Linked DNA regions of Mus musculus: all the other regions are linked to region 1. The links are chromatin contacts, called in public HiChIP or PLAC-seq and promoter capture Hi-C maps. All regions are on one chromosome and are shown on one strand. The core of a region is the stretch at or near the end of the contact, and the rest is flanking DNA. Distances in the headings are between cores, read along the strand shown.

Region 1 (3,006 bases), core at 354-2,853:
AACACTTCATAACAATGTCCTTTCCTGCTTTGAGAATCTCTCCCTGTAATGAGCTGTGGTGTGAAGTTCAGCCACACTGAGCTCACACACGTGCGGCCCCTTCCTTTGAGAAGGAAATTGAGGATGAGAAAATAATAGATCCAGAAAACTCTTCTCACACACAGTAACCAAAGGCTGTGCTTCTATTGTAATCATTCTAGAATAAGCACTCTGAGACACCACTGCCAGTGAAAGAATAGATGTCACAGATGGACCAAAGGTGGGAGAGCTCTGAAAGGCCTGGTCTCCAGGCCAGTTCCTATATGCATTTTATAGTCTATAAGCACAAGGTGGGGCCAGAAGGAAAGTAAGCAGGACTTCCCTGAAGCATCAAGGCAGTTAGCTTGGAGGTTTTTCAAATGCAGGTTACAGCTGACAGATGTAAGCTTTGCGGGTAAGGTAGGTAAGGGCAAGACTTTTGTTTCCGCCACCTCTCCAGGTCATTCTGTTCCAAGTAGCAAGATGAAGTTGCAGAACACTACAGCAGTGCTTTAAGTAAATCATTCAATAAATCAGTAATTCAGTATCAAATAAATGGTCTTTTCTACCTTATCCCACTTTAATTCTAACATGAAGTCTCTATGCAAAAAGCCCCGTGAAGAGAGTGTAGGCATTCCCTCTTTTCCTGGGACAAGTCCACAGCCACATCACTGGAGATCAACAAATCCTGAAATAAAAAGCAACACTTTGGCCACCTGCCCTTGAGTAAAGTGCAGGTTATGAACCAAGGGCACATTGAATTGGAGACTGTTTTCTGAAGTAAGTAAGCAGCCACAGTTATGCAAAGGTCCTTTCTACTGTGGTGCTTTGTCACTGAACATACTGTAGGGTCTGATATCTTCACACTCAGCATGCATAAGGTGACTTTCTGGACTCTAAGATGTAACATTAAGACCCTCACCTGGAATACAAGATTTTGAGTACTGTATTTACATCATAGAATGTGTGCATCTCAGATGTCAAGTTAGTGATAAAATTCTACAGAGTAAATATTAATGATTACAACTATAACTGTGGAGTTTGTGAAAATATATTTGTGATTCTTCTGTCGATCCTTATGTGACTAATATCTAACAAGTTTTTTAGGTTGACAATCCACCAGCTCTAAATGCTACTCTCTTGAAAAGCTTGGATAATTTAAAGTGTTTTGTTCTTTCCGAACTAACAAAGAGAATTGTGAGATTTTTAAGAGAATATGTTGAAAACCTTACAAGAAAAAAAAAAGTCAGGAATTGTCCAGTTCTTAGGAGCTCATGAGAGCAGAGTCCTAATGAGTAGCCCAGAAACCGATCACACCCTACTCCGCTCCAGCCCCGCAGCGCCTCTGACCTGGGAGGTTCCAGGGCCGCCGGGCTGCGGTTTCCGCCGCCGCGCTGCTGACTCTACCAGGATGCCCCGCGCGGCACCTGCGGCTCTCGGGAGTTTTCACGTCTCCGCAAGACCCTGGGCAGTGTCCTTGGCCCAGATTCTGCACTAGGTGTCCCCGGAAATTTCTGAGGGAAAGGCGAGTTTTGCTGAGGCCCTCTCCCGCTTTTGGGAATATGTTGCCTACTCTGGTCCCACCCACTATTAAGTGTCCTCTCACCGTACCCAATCCCGCCCACCTACTTCCTGTTCCGTTTACTTTCCCAAGGGTCCCAGCTATGTTGTTCTGAAAACTGCAAGTATCCAACGCCCACTGGGCGGCAGACACCTTAAGAAATGTCAATTGCCATGGGAAAGGGTGAAAAGGGGGCAGTGTTCTCTAAGGACGGCAAATTAGAGGCAGACTACAAAACAGTTCTAGAGACTGTTCAATGGCGTGAAAGCCCAAAGAAAGGGTTCAAATATCTGAACGAAACTTAAAAATGACAGAACAAAATGACTGGAGATCAAGAAATCACAAGCAAAGGGTGGAGAGAAAAATGAGGACTAAATAGATGAATCCAATAAGGCCAGGTGTTAAGGAAAACTTAATATGAAGTAACGGGGAAAAAGGAAATTCACTGGGCAGTAGTGTTGCAAGCCTGTAAAATCTCAGCACTCAGAAGGCAGAGCCAGGCCTGAGTTCAAGGCCAGCCTGGCCTACAGAGTGAGTTCCAGCACAGCCAGGGCTACATAACGAGATCCAGTCTTGAAAAAAAAAAAAAAAAGTAGAAGCTCTCAGTAAACATAGGCTATATTTCTTGGTAATCTGTTCCTGGCATTTTTGACTTCCTTAATTTTCCTGGTAAACGTTGTGCATGTCCCTTTGCGTGTGTCTATGTGTGTATGTGTTGTTGTTGTTTCTTCAGAGCAATATGTCTTCAGTGTTTATGTCACAGGTCGCGTGGAGTATCAACATCCTGAATCTTTGATGCTTTGATCTTGGGATTCTTTGTTTAAAGGCTTTCTGACAGCACATTGGCAGGCATCAATTTCTTTACAGACATTGAAAGGAATTCGACCCTCCCACCCTTTACTTGACATCAGGCACATACTGCTTTGGGTAAAGACACTGTTCTTCATGGGAAAACCTTGTCATTCCCATTACTGACTGGGACAACAAAACCCTTTTGCTCTTTAAGCAGAACATAAACAAATACTTCCGTGGCCAAGTGCCTCTCGTAGAAACTACAAAGTTAAGTTCTTCAGCCACTTAAGTGGCTAAATTTTATGAACACAGCATCAACACACATAAAATAGGACTCTAATTACAATGCTGCCTACTTGTGTTGGACTGATCAAATCTAAAATAGAACAAACATACAATTTGTGTTAAAAAAAATCAAGTAAAATATTTGGGGGTTATATCCCCCAGGGAAAAAGATTCCCAAGGAAGCCATCCCACTGAGTTACCAATTTCACAAAATAAGCCAAGTAATTATCCTTTGCTTCTCACATGCTGAAATAATAAAATATGAGTGCTTCAAATTAGAGGCAAGATATTTTTCCATTTAGCTTCAATGTTATACTAAAAATACTGTTTTACTTATTAAAAACAAATAT
Region 2 (3,207 bases), core at 446-2,945, 280 kb after region 1:
CACACAAACCAGAATACTGTAATTCTACAACCTCCAGTCTCTGTACAAAGCACTCCCAGCATGGTGCTGACACTGCCCCTCTTTCTGGCAGAAGTCCACAGTCACACTGGTGGCCGTGAACTGACCACAAAATACAAAACAACAGTTTGAATAGTGGTCCTGGTGCACACCTTTAACGCTAGCACTCAGGAAACAGAGTCAGGTGTAACTCAGTGACTTCCAGTCCAGCCTAGTCTACATGACAGGATGAGTTCTGGGCCAGACAGAGGGACACAATGGGTTCAAGCCACAGACAAAACAAACACAGGAACTAAGCCAAACTAAACCAAACCAAACCAAAAAACAGTTTGTGTTCATGGACAAAGTGGTTTTCTAGAACTAAGGAGACAAAATACTTTTGCTGTCTTTTTTCTGATATAGAAGAGCTAAAGTAATTATTTGAAAGATGATTTATAGTACCATCATATACAATATAATACCTTTTCTGTTTTATTTCTTTTTTCCTTTTCCTTCTCCCTCTTCCCACTGACATTTCTCTGTGGTTCTAGCTGTCCTTAAACTCCCTTTATGTACCAGGGTGGCAAGGAACTCCCAGATCCAATTGCCTCAGTTTCCTAAGTGTAGGCATTAAAGGCTTGTGATTAAAGGATTAAAGGGTTATAGGATACAGGGATTAAAGGATTAAAAACTGGTTTATAATGTCCTTTCTAACTGTGAACTGTAGCAGATGTGCAACTTGGTTATCATGTTGGTCCCCTAACAACTGGAGCAGAGGCTGTCTCTGACTCTGTTGACTGCCTTTGGATCCCCTTTCCCTAACTGGGCTGCCTTGTCTAGCCTCAATAGCCTCAGTGCAGTGCCTAATCCCACTGCATCTTGATATGCCAAGGAGGGTGGATATCCACAGGAGGCTTTCCCTTCTCTGAGGATAAAGAGAGGAAGGTGTAGGATAGGGGGAGGAAGGTAGTGGAGGAGTGAGAGACTAGAAGGAGAGGAAGAAGTGATGACAATCACTTCTAGTTATATTTACAACTATATCTACGAAACTCGCAACAAATATACGCTGAGATTCAGTTACATTTCCAGCCATTCCTTTCATGAGTAATAGCTAAAAGCTCTCTGGGGATGTTAAGTCACCAAGTATGTCCTGGGTATAACAGTGGAGTTAGCATGGATGTAAGTAAATTTAAAGAGCTTTATCCTTTATCTCAACAAAGAGAACTGGTTTGCAAACTTCAGTAGATAAACTAAAATATTCTACTATTCTACTATTTTGAATATTTTGGCAATCATTTGGTCAATGAAAAACACATCAGGATTATTTCAGTTTATATGCACTAAAATATATCGAGCCAGCTTACTTATGAACACCAGAAAAACTGATCACGCCCTGCTCTCTTCCGGCCCCTTCCCAGCCCCGTAGCTCCTTTGACTTGGGAGGTTTCTGAGCTATGGTTCCAGCTGCTGTGCTGCTGACTCTCCCAAGATGCCCCGCGCGGCACACGGCTGGCCGGCGTTTTACCTTCCCCTAAATTCCTCCCCGTTCTGCTATCCCAGGTCTACACTACGCGATTCCCTACGGTGCAGGGCCGTGAGCTCTGGACGTGAACAGGTCGTTAACACTTTTGGCTTTGGTTCTCAACTTACCTGGCTTCACTCACCTAGTTTCCCAGCTTCCGCTCACGTCACTCCTCTAACTCCTCCCACTCAACACTTTTCTACACTTCCTGGTAACGTCCAATGTGCTTGCACCCTCCGTTTCCGGGTGAGTGGCCCTGCCCCGCGGAGACCCGTCCCTCCCACTTTGTCTCTGGCTGCCTTCCACACAGGCCCAGCTGTCAGCTCGCCCAGCCTCCCCTCATGCTTGCTGCTAGCTAGACCAGAAGTGGATCTGGTAGGACTTTGCACCCCGATATCTGACCCCCATAGTGAGTTCAGAACCATTTAGATAAATGACCGGAAGCCTAACACCTCCTGGACTTCCAGCCGCTGGAATACATACTTTGTACCAAACAACAACAACACAGGCTAAATTCAGAAGCCCAAGTCCCATCCCCAAAACACAAACATGAGAAGCCAAAAGCAAATCCTAAAATTTTGACTTGGGAGAGACTTTTAAAGAACTTGGAATTTGAAAAGAAATAGGTGTCTCAAGAATTCAGTGGCTCTTTGCTATCCGCCCAGGGCCGAATTCATCCTGTGCTGTACTGATGTTACCACTAGATGGCGGTCTGTCATTTTACTAACTCAGAAAGGAGTTAGTCTTGTGATTTATGCTTAAAGTGAGAAAAACCAATTCTTTCTTTCTTTCTTTCTTTCTTTCTTTCTTTCTTTCTTTCTTTCTTTCTTTCTTTCTTTCTTTCTTTCTTTCTTTCTTCCTTCCTTCCTTCCTTCCTTCCTTCCTTCCTTCTCTCCTCCCTTCCTTCCACCCCTCTATTTATTTATTTATTTATTTATCTATTTATCTCTTTCTCTCTTCCTCCCTCCCTCCCTCCCTCCCTTTTTTCTGGAGTGTTGAATGCAGAGACCTTAACTTGCACAGATGCAAAAAATAAGGTATATGGTTCTAGTCTTAATATAGTCAGTTACTAGTTAGTTCATCTAGCTTGGTGAACACCAAAGAAGAGGTGGTTAGGATATAAGAAGGAAAAGAGGAGAGGATGGGCTAAGACACACTATTCTCTAGACTCCATACAATTATTGTAATCAGTAACCAACAGCAGCTGTCTTTATGTTCACTGGCCTCACACAAGACCACAGTCATTCTAGGAACTGGAACAGCTCACTTTACCTCCCAGAGGTTGGCTATGGATAGATTGTAGGAGAATAATCACTACCTTTAGTTGTCATCTTGTGCTGAGCACATCAGGCTCCAACACATAGCTCCTATCTTACTGGGTCCCTGGCAATATGAATAGAGATGAACACAATCGAGAGGTTTGTTGGAATTGTAAATCAGAAGAGCAGAGTTTTAGGAGTGGAATATGTACTTTATATCAAAAGTATACCAAAATATTGGGCAATACTTGATGTGGACATACAAATGCAATATGCAAGTGTGAAATAGCTAATAATAGAAAACTTGGGGGAGGTCATTCATTCACTCACTCATTCATTTGAGAAAGGTTTTCTTTGTGTAACACAATTATTAATGAAGTGTGCTACCATGCCCAGTTCAAAAAACATTTTTTTAAAAGAAACATATTT
Region 3 (3,018 bases), core at 82-2,581, 430 kb before region 1:
CTGGCCATCCTACCAAAAGAAATCTATATATTCAATGCATTCCTTACCCAAATACCAGGTTCTGTGTTATAGACCAGAGTGATAAAATGATGTGTCAGACACAAATGCCCTTTCCCTTGAGAATTCAAGTATTATTACGTCCATTTTCCTTACCGTTCTAACCCTGACCATGAATCCTGTCTGCATGGAATTTTAAGTACTATAAACTCACATCAGAAGGCATTTTATTTTTCCTGGCTATCAAAATTCTGTTGTAGTATCACTATATTTTTTCTTACATGAACTGGGGCTGATGCTGATGTTTTCATTCATGTTATGATTGTCAGACTATTTATAGGAAAATATTTGTGCAAACTATTTGCATTATCTATTTTCTTTGCTATTGTGGCCATTTCAAATCTCTTGGAGTTTAACTTTATCAGTGCTTTCCAACTGCCCTGTTGTACAGCTTTTGTTTCTACAGAGTGACCTTTGTCCCTGGAGCTCCCCAGAGAGCTTGCAGAGCACCCTCCCATCATTCTCTGTCCCATCCGTTTTTATCCACATTTTCATCTCAGTGGTCCCTCTTATACTTCATGTATGCTTTGATACATGCTTTGGAAGGAAGCCAAACTTTGTGAGTCATTTTTAGTATTGTGTGTTGGGGTGCAACATAAGAAATTGGAATTTATCTCTTAAACTCTTGTCTCCCTTGCCTCTACCTCCCTAGTGCCTCCCCCTGCCCTCCATTCCTTTCCACCCTCTCTCCAGGAGGGCATGGCCAGCCTCCACTTACCTACTCTCTCCTTCTGTCTTTCTCTGCCTCTACTACTCTCTTAACTCCCATCCCCATGCCTTAAATAAACTCTTTTGTATACTTGAAAGAAAGAAAGAAAGAAAGAAAGAAAGAAAGAAAGAAAGAAAGGAATTTAGGGTCTTGGTTATATTTTGCTGTGCGATTGTAGCCGAGGAGGCTAGTGTCCCAAGCTAAGAAGTTAGGCTGCCTGTTTATTATCTGAGGGTTTCAGAACTCACTCTCAGATGTCAGAGTGCAGCATCATTCAGAACCAGTTTTTCCTAGTCTGTCAGCAAGCAGCAGGGAGGTTGTGCAGAGCAGGTCCACAGGTGGAGCTGTGTGGCAGGAAGCTGATGACTGAGCGGGAGGGAATGGAACCCCCAGGGCAGGGATAAAGGCAAGAGCAGGACCTTGACCAGAACAGGAAAAAAGCAGTAGTAATTAAGGAGGGGAAAGCTCTTGCTCTCAAACTATTTTGGGAAACCACGTGACCATAACCACGGTTTATTGGGCGGGTCTAGGAGAGCAGCTCCTAAGATCCAGTCCTGGGTGACAGGAACTTCCACCGATTGTCTTTCTACCTTCCGGTTTCTGCATTCTAGCTCTCTCTGGACCCGGAAAAGTCTCCTCCGAAGCATTTTCTTGGCTGCGGACCTGGGAGAGTCAGCAGTTCAGCTGCCAGCACTGCAGCTCGGCGGCCCCGGAAGGTCCCAGGTCAGAGGAGCTGCGGGGCTGGGAAACGGGAGGGAGCAGAGCAGGGGGGAGTTTTCCGCAGCTGCTCTTAAGGACGCCACTCTCACAGTTCTGTTGTAGATGTCTCACCACTGATTAGAAGTTTGAGATCCTGTGACCTGGGATTTATCGTGATTCTTTAAAAATGTATTTTACAATTACTGGAATATTCAGTCATAAAATCACTGGTAAACCAGAACACCCTCCCCGCCCCAACCTAAGCTCCCTGGGACAAAACCACCAACCAAAGAGTAGACATGCAGGGACCCATGGCTCCAGCTGCACACTTAGCAGGAAATGGCCTTATTGGTCATCACTGGGAGGGGAGCCCCTTGGTCCTGTGCAGGCTCAATGACCCAGGGTAGGGGAATGCTAGGGCGCTGAGGTAGAAGTGGGTGGGTAGGTGGGGGAGCACACTCATAGAGGCAGGGGGAGGGGATAGTGGGTTTGTGGAAAGGGGATAACATTTGAAATGTAAAAAAAATAACCAATAAAAACATGAAGAAAAAAAAAACCTTGTAAAAGAGCGGTTGCATTATCTATTTCCTAATGAGCCAATTACAAAGATAGTGGAAAGTAAATTTGTTCTTGCTTTCTTGCCTTGTTTTACTAATTGCTTATTCAAGAGAATGCCTTTGGCCCGGTTAATAGGCATCCCCAGAGAGCTTTGTATATAATATTATATGAGGAATAGTGCAGATTTATTGAACCAAAAATTATACTTTATCGAGCCCTACTGTTATGGGTGTAAACACTAATATTTACTAAGCAAACTTTTTAGTGGCCATGAACTTTTTAATCAGAATTGTATGCAGTTTAGGATGTAAGTAAAACATTCAGAAATATGTCTTCATATGCTGAGTTCTTATGTTACTCCTTGGGTCCAAGCAAGCCCAATATTGCAGATCTTAGACCAGACTATTGATTAAAAATAAAGTTTTAGAAAACATCTTTTTACTGAAGGGGTCTGCAACCCTATAGGTAGAACAACAATATGAACTAACCAGTACCCACAGAGCTCATATCTCTAGCTGCATATGTAGCAGAAGATGGCCTAGTCGGCCATCACTGGGAAGAGAGGCCTCTTGGTATTGCAAACTTTATATGCCCCAATACAGGGGAATGCCAGGGCCAAGAAGCCGGAATGGGTGGGTAGGGGAGCAGGGCAGAGGGAGGGTATAGGGAACTTTCGGGATATCATTTGAAATGTAGATAAAGAAAATATCTAATAAGAAAGAAAGAAAGAAAGAAAGAAAGAAAGAAAGAAAGAAAGAAAGAAAGAAAGAAAACAAGAACTGGATTTTTCATAAGAAAAGGGAATTCATTAGCTCAGATTTGGGGAGAAAAATGTTAAAACAGCATGGCACTATAATGTGCACTGTTATAATATGCACTCTAGCAAATGGCACCATTGCAAGGGTCATGTGAATTAAAGAGAGCTCATGTGAAAAGACAGAACTCTAAGGATGGGGATATCACAATCAGATACTCAGAAAGCTAGCACAGGCTAC
Region 4 (3,458 bases), core at 857-3,356, 310 kb after region 1:
TTTATGTTTAGGAACTCACACAATCATACAACAATAACTAAAAGAAAATTATTAAAAATCATAAATGCCTATGTAAATTGAAGATTTTGCATCATCTACATCAAAGTGATTAGAATGGTTTTATACCATTTTCTATTATTTATACTCACATAAATAACATTTAAAATGGGGTGGAGAGATAGCTCAACAGTTAGCTGTGCCTGTTGTTCTTGCTCCAAAAATCATTAAACACTACATCTAGAGATTAATTTTCATCATTTTATAATACATTAAAATTGCTGAAACGAAAACCATTTCTGAAGATCTGATCAGTGATGTGTATGGAATAAGGACAGCATCACTCACATGTACAATCAAGTAAAAGTTTATTGCCTCCTAGTATCAATTCTTCTGTAGAAAGTCTTCTCATCTCTATATTAGGATAATCCTGAGGAGATTTTTCTCAGTGGAAGTCTCTAGAATTATTTCTAGTGAAACAGAATGTGGCAAAACTGATCTCATGGCCCACTTCCACATTTACCTGAACCCCTTGCCTTCCCTTGACCAATCCCCCAACATACCTGGATCCTTAGCTACTGTCTCCTCCCTGTCCACCTTCCAGGTCTGTGTTCTGTTCCACAGGTGAGCTGATCTGGATGATCAGTGAGCCTGTACTTGGATTCCTAGCACAGTACTGTGCTCAGTCAATAAAGAGGAACAAAACTGAAGACTGTACAATGATCCCCCAAATGCCATTCAGTGTCAGAATATTGAAAAATATTTAGAAAACATTTTCAGTTAGTCTAGCGTGAACCTCACTTCCAATCACAGCTTCTTGAAAACTTATGGGTAGAAATGAAACTGGATGATTGGAATGAGAATAATATACACTAATAAAGTTCTGAACTTATCATGAACTGAAAATGATGGAAGCCTTTGTAGCTTGATCATGGACTTTTTTTTTCTCTCTCTCTCTCTTTCTCTTTAGGACAGCAGCTTGGCCACTTTCTGACCCAAGGGGCTGGAAATGGCAGTTATGGCCCTAAGAGAAACCTGGGGATGATGCTGGGGTAGGAGGGGAGGCTAGTCATTTCAGTGCCTCCAGGGCCTTAAAACCTGGAAATCCCTTCATTACTCAGTGTTAACAGATTACATTGTTCCAGCTTTAATGACCAAGCAATACTTCAGGACCCACTGTTCTTTTCCAGTACGTCATTTCACATGCTCCAAAGACACTATAAACACCCATCCCTCTGCCTAGCCTTCCAACTCTCTTCCCTTTCAGAGTAGCTGCCATTCTGTTTATCTGCAATATATCTCTTGCACGATGTTTGTTGTGTGGTGTGACTTTGTTGTATTGCTTTTGCTCCTGACTGCAAAGATGCCCTTGCTCTTAAAAATTCCTTACATGTTCCTTTCATTACTGATAGTTAAAACCTCTCCGTAGGTGCCAAGTTCCCAGGTATACAAAGAAATTAGTGTGGACTAATGTAAATTTCAGGAGCGTTGTCCTTTCTATCATAGCAAAATAACAAGAACAAAACAAAAACAACAACCAAACCAAACACGTTTGCCAATATTAACAGATAGTTTCAAATACTCCACTAGAGTACTTCTATAAGAAAAATTTGCCAAGAGAATAAATGGAAAAAAAATCAGTATTCATCAACTTAGTATGGTCTAAAATCTATGGGCAAGGGCAAGACATGAAGAGCAGAATTTTGAGAGCTGTCATTTTTATGAGTAGCCGAGGAAATATCTCACCCCTGTCTGATTCCTTCCCTTTCCCAGCCCCTTAGCTCCTCTAACCTGGTAGGTTACAGCCCTCCCCCACTGGGCTGTGGTTCCACCGGTTGGGCTGCTGCCTGCTGACTCTCCCAGGATGCCCCGCGCGGCACCTGAGGCTCAGGGTAGTTTTTTGCGTCCCCTTGAAACCCTTCTTGTATCCTCTGACTCCAGGTCTGCATCACAAGATTCTCCACGGTGCATGCCAGCGAGTTCCTCGAGGAAGACGTCCTTGCCACTTTTGGGTTTGGCTCCTCAGTCAACTTACCTAGGTTCACTAAAGAACAGTCCCAGCTATCACGCCACTCCTCTAATCCCAGCTCCATTCAACACACTTCCTCCACACAACACACTTCCTCCACACCCATATACTGTCCCCAACGGCTGTTTCCGGTGAGTGGCCCCACCCCCCCGGAGACAGGTCCCTCCCTATCAGTCTCAGGCTGCGGTCCACACAGTTCCAGCTGTCAAGCTTCTCTGAACCCGCTCTCCACAGACTCCCCACAAGTTTGCTGTCAGCGTAGACTAGAACTGGATCTGACAGGACGCTGCACCCGGATATCTGACCACCATACTGAGTTCTGAACCCTTCAGATAAAAGATAGCCTTACACCTCGACTTGACTACCAGCCCGTGAGCGACAAACTTATCCCAAACAATCCCAACACACAAAAATGACAAGTCAAAACCAAATCCTGAAAATTTGACTTGCGGAGAGACATTTAAAGAACTTGGATTTTGAAAAGAAATAGGTGTCTCAAGAAGTCAGTGAATTTATCTTGAGCTGCATGGCTTTCACCACTAGATGGTGGTCTTGCCATTTTCCTAATTCAGAGAGGAGTTTGTCTTCTGTGACTCAAGATAAAAGTGCTTTGAGATAAAACAGACTGTACTAACCCAGCATAATCCCAAAGAATAAACTAAACATTTTCTCTCCTGCCCACGAATAAGCTTAGTCTTCACCCCTTATCAAGAAACTTTTCTCTACTACAGAGACCACTGTAAAAAACTACAGTAATCACAATGCAGAGTTGTGATCATTATGGGGTAGGTCATTATGAATGTTTTGTCTACATTGCCCACTATAATAACTATGATCACCTTGTCTCTGGTGATTCGATGCTGCCACCTGGCCTTTGTTACCTTGGGGCAAAATTAAATCCATTACATTTAATTCATTCAATTGAGTAGCAGTATCTCCAACCCTAAGGTCTGGCACAAGGAAAAGGGCAAGAACAAAACTCTTCAAATGTGCTGTTGCCCCTCTCGCCAGTTTTTGTCCAGAGATACTAAGAGCAACAAGCCAGGCAAATCAGTTTTCTTATTTCCCTCCAAATTGTAGAAAACTTCGTGTACAGGGTCACCTAATTCACACCAGTCACAGTTGATGAATCAAGATAATCAAAGGCATTTGCATATAGTTTCCACCACTGGCCTCCTATATTCTCCAAGCTCCCAGGGGAGAAAGTATCTGGAGAAATTTCAGGAGTTGAAGGTGCCTAGTGAATTAGAAGATGCTGACAAATTATTAAACGGATTCCAGATTCTTAAGACATTCATTCTTATACTTCTGCTCCTCTAGAACCAATCCTGGTACCAACTTGTGTCTTAGTTAGGATTCTCTAGAGTCACATAACTTATGGAATATCTCTATATACATTAAGGGGATTTATTGTAATGACTTACAGTCTGTA

Evidence for each region. Promoter capture Hi-C pulls out the DNA fragments that hold promoters and counts their contacts. HiChIP or PLAC-seq counts read pairs in DNA pulled down with a chosen protein or histone mark. Capture Hi-C pulls out chosen DNA fragments and counts their contacts.
Region 2: an H3K4me3 HiChIP or PLAC-seq map of embryonic stem cells shows a contact between it and region 1, with 5 times the contacts expected there. The contact joins the promoter of Zfp51 here to the promoter of Zfp229 in region 1. A contact is called at or near these places in 1 of 39 promoter capture datasets (stem cell-derived epiblast-like cells), 2 of 484 Hi-C or Micro-C datasets (embryonic stem cells and nephron progenitors), 1 of 115 datasets of contacts at active chromatin or transcription factors (embryonic stem cells) and 1 of 9 other capture datasets (adipose tissue).
Region 3: a contact with region 1 is called in a promoter capture Hi-C map of liver, with 4 times the contacts expected there. The contact joins the promoter of Zfp947 here to the promoter of Zfp229 in region 1. A contact is called at or near these places in 1 of 39 promoter capture datasets (liver) and 2 of 9 other capture datasets (adipose tissue and liver).
Region 4: a contact with region 1 is called in a promoter capture Hi-C map of adipose tissue. The contact joins the promoter of Zfp54 here to the promoter of Zfp229 in region 1. A contact is called at or near these places in 3 of 39 promoter capture datasets (the 3T3-L1 cell line, the HPC-7 cell line, HPC-7-derived erythroid cells and 1 more), 1 of 115 datasets of contacts at active chromatin or transcription factors (pancreatic cancer cells) and 1 of 9 other capture datasets (adipose tissue).

What each region holds. Positions count from the first base shown.
Region 1 is chr17:21,732,321-21,735,326 of GRCm38.p6, reverse strand. It overlaps Zfp229 (zinc finger protein 229), which reads right to left and starts at 1,603. Exons shown (of 6, transcript NM_001164676.1): 1 at 1,369-1,603.
Region 2 is chr17:21,448,862-21,452,068 of GRCm38.p6, reverse strand. It overlaps Zfp51 (zinc finger protein 51), which reads right to left and starts at 1,695. Exons shown (of 5, transcript NM_009558.4): 1 at 1,648-1,695.
Region 3 is chr17:22,164,290-22,167,307 of GRCm38.p6, reverse strand. Zfp947 (zinc finger protein 947) reads left to right here and starts at 1,331. Exons shown (of 5, transcript NM_177596.3): 1 at 1,331-1,489.
Region 4 is chr17:21,421,892-21,425,349 of GRCm38.p6, reverse strand. Zfp54 (zinc finger protein 54) reads right to left here and starts at 2,106. Exons shown (of 5, transcript NM_001379357.1): 1 at 2,033-2,106.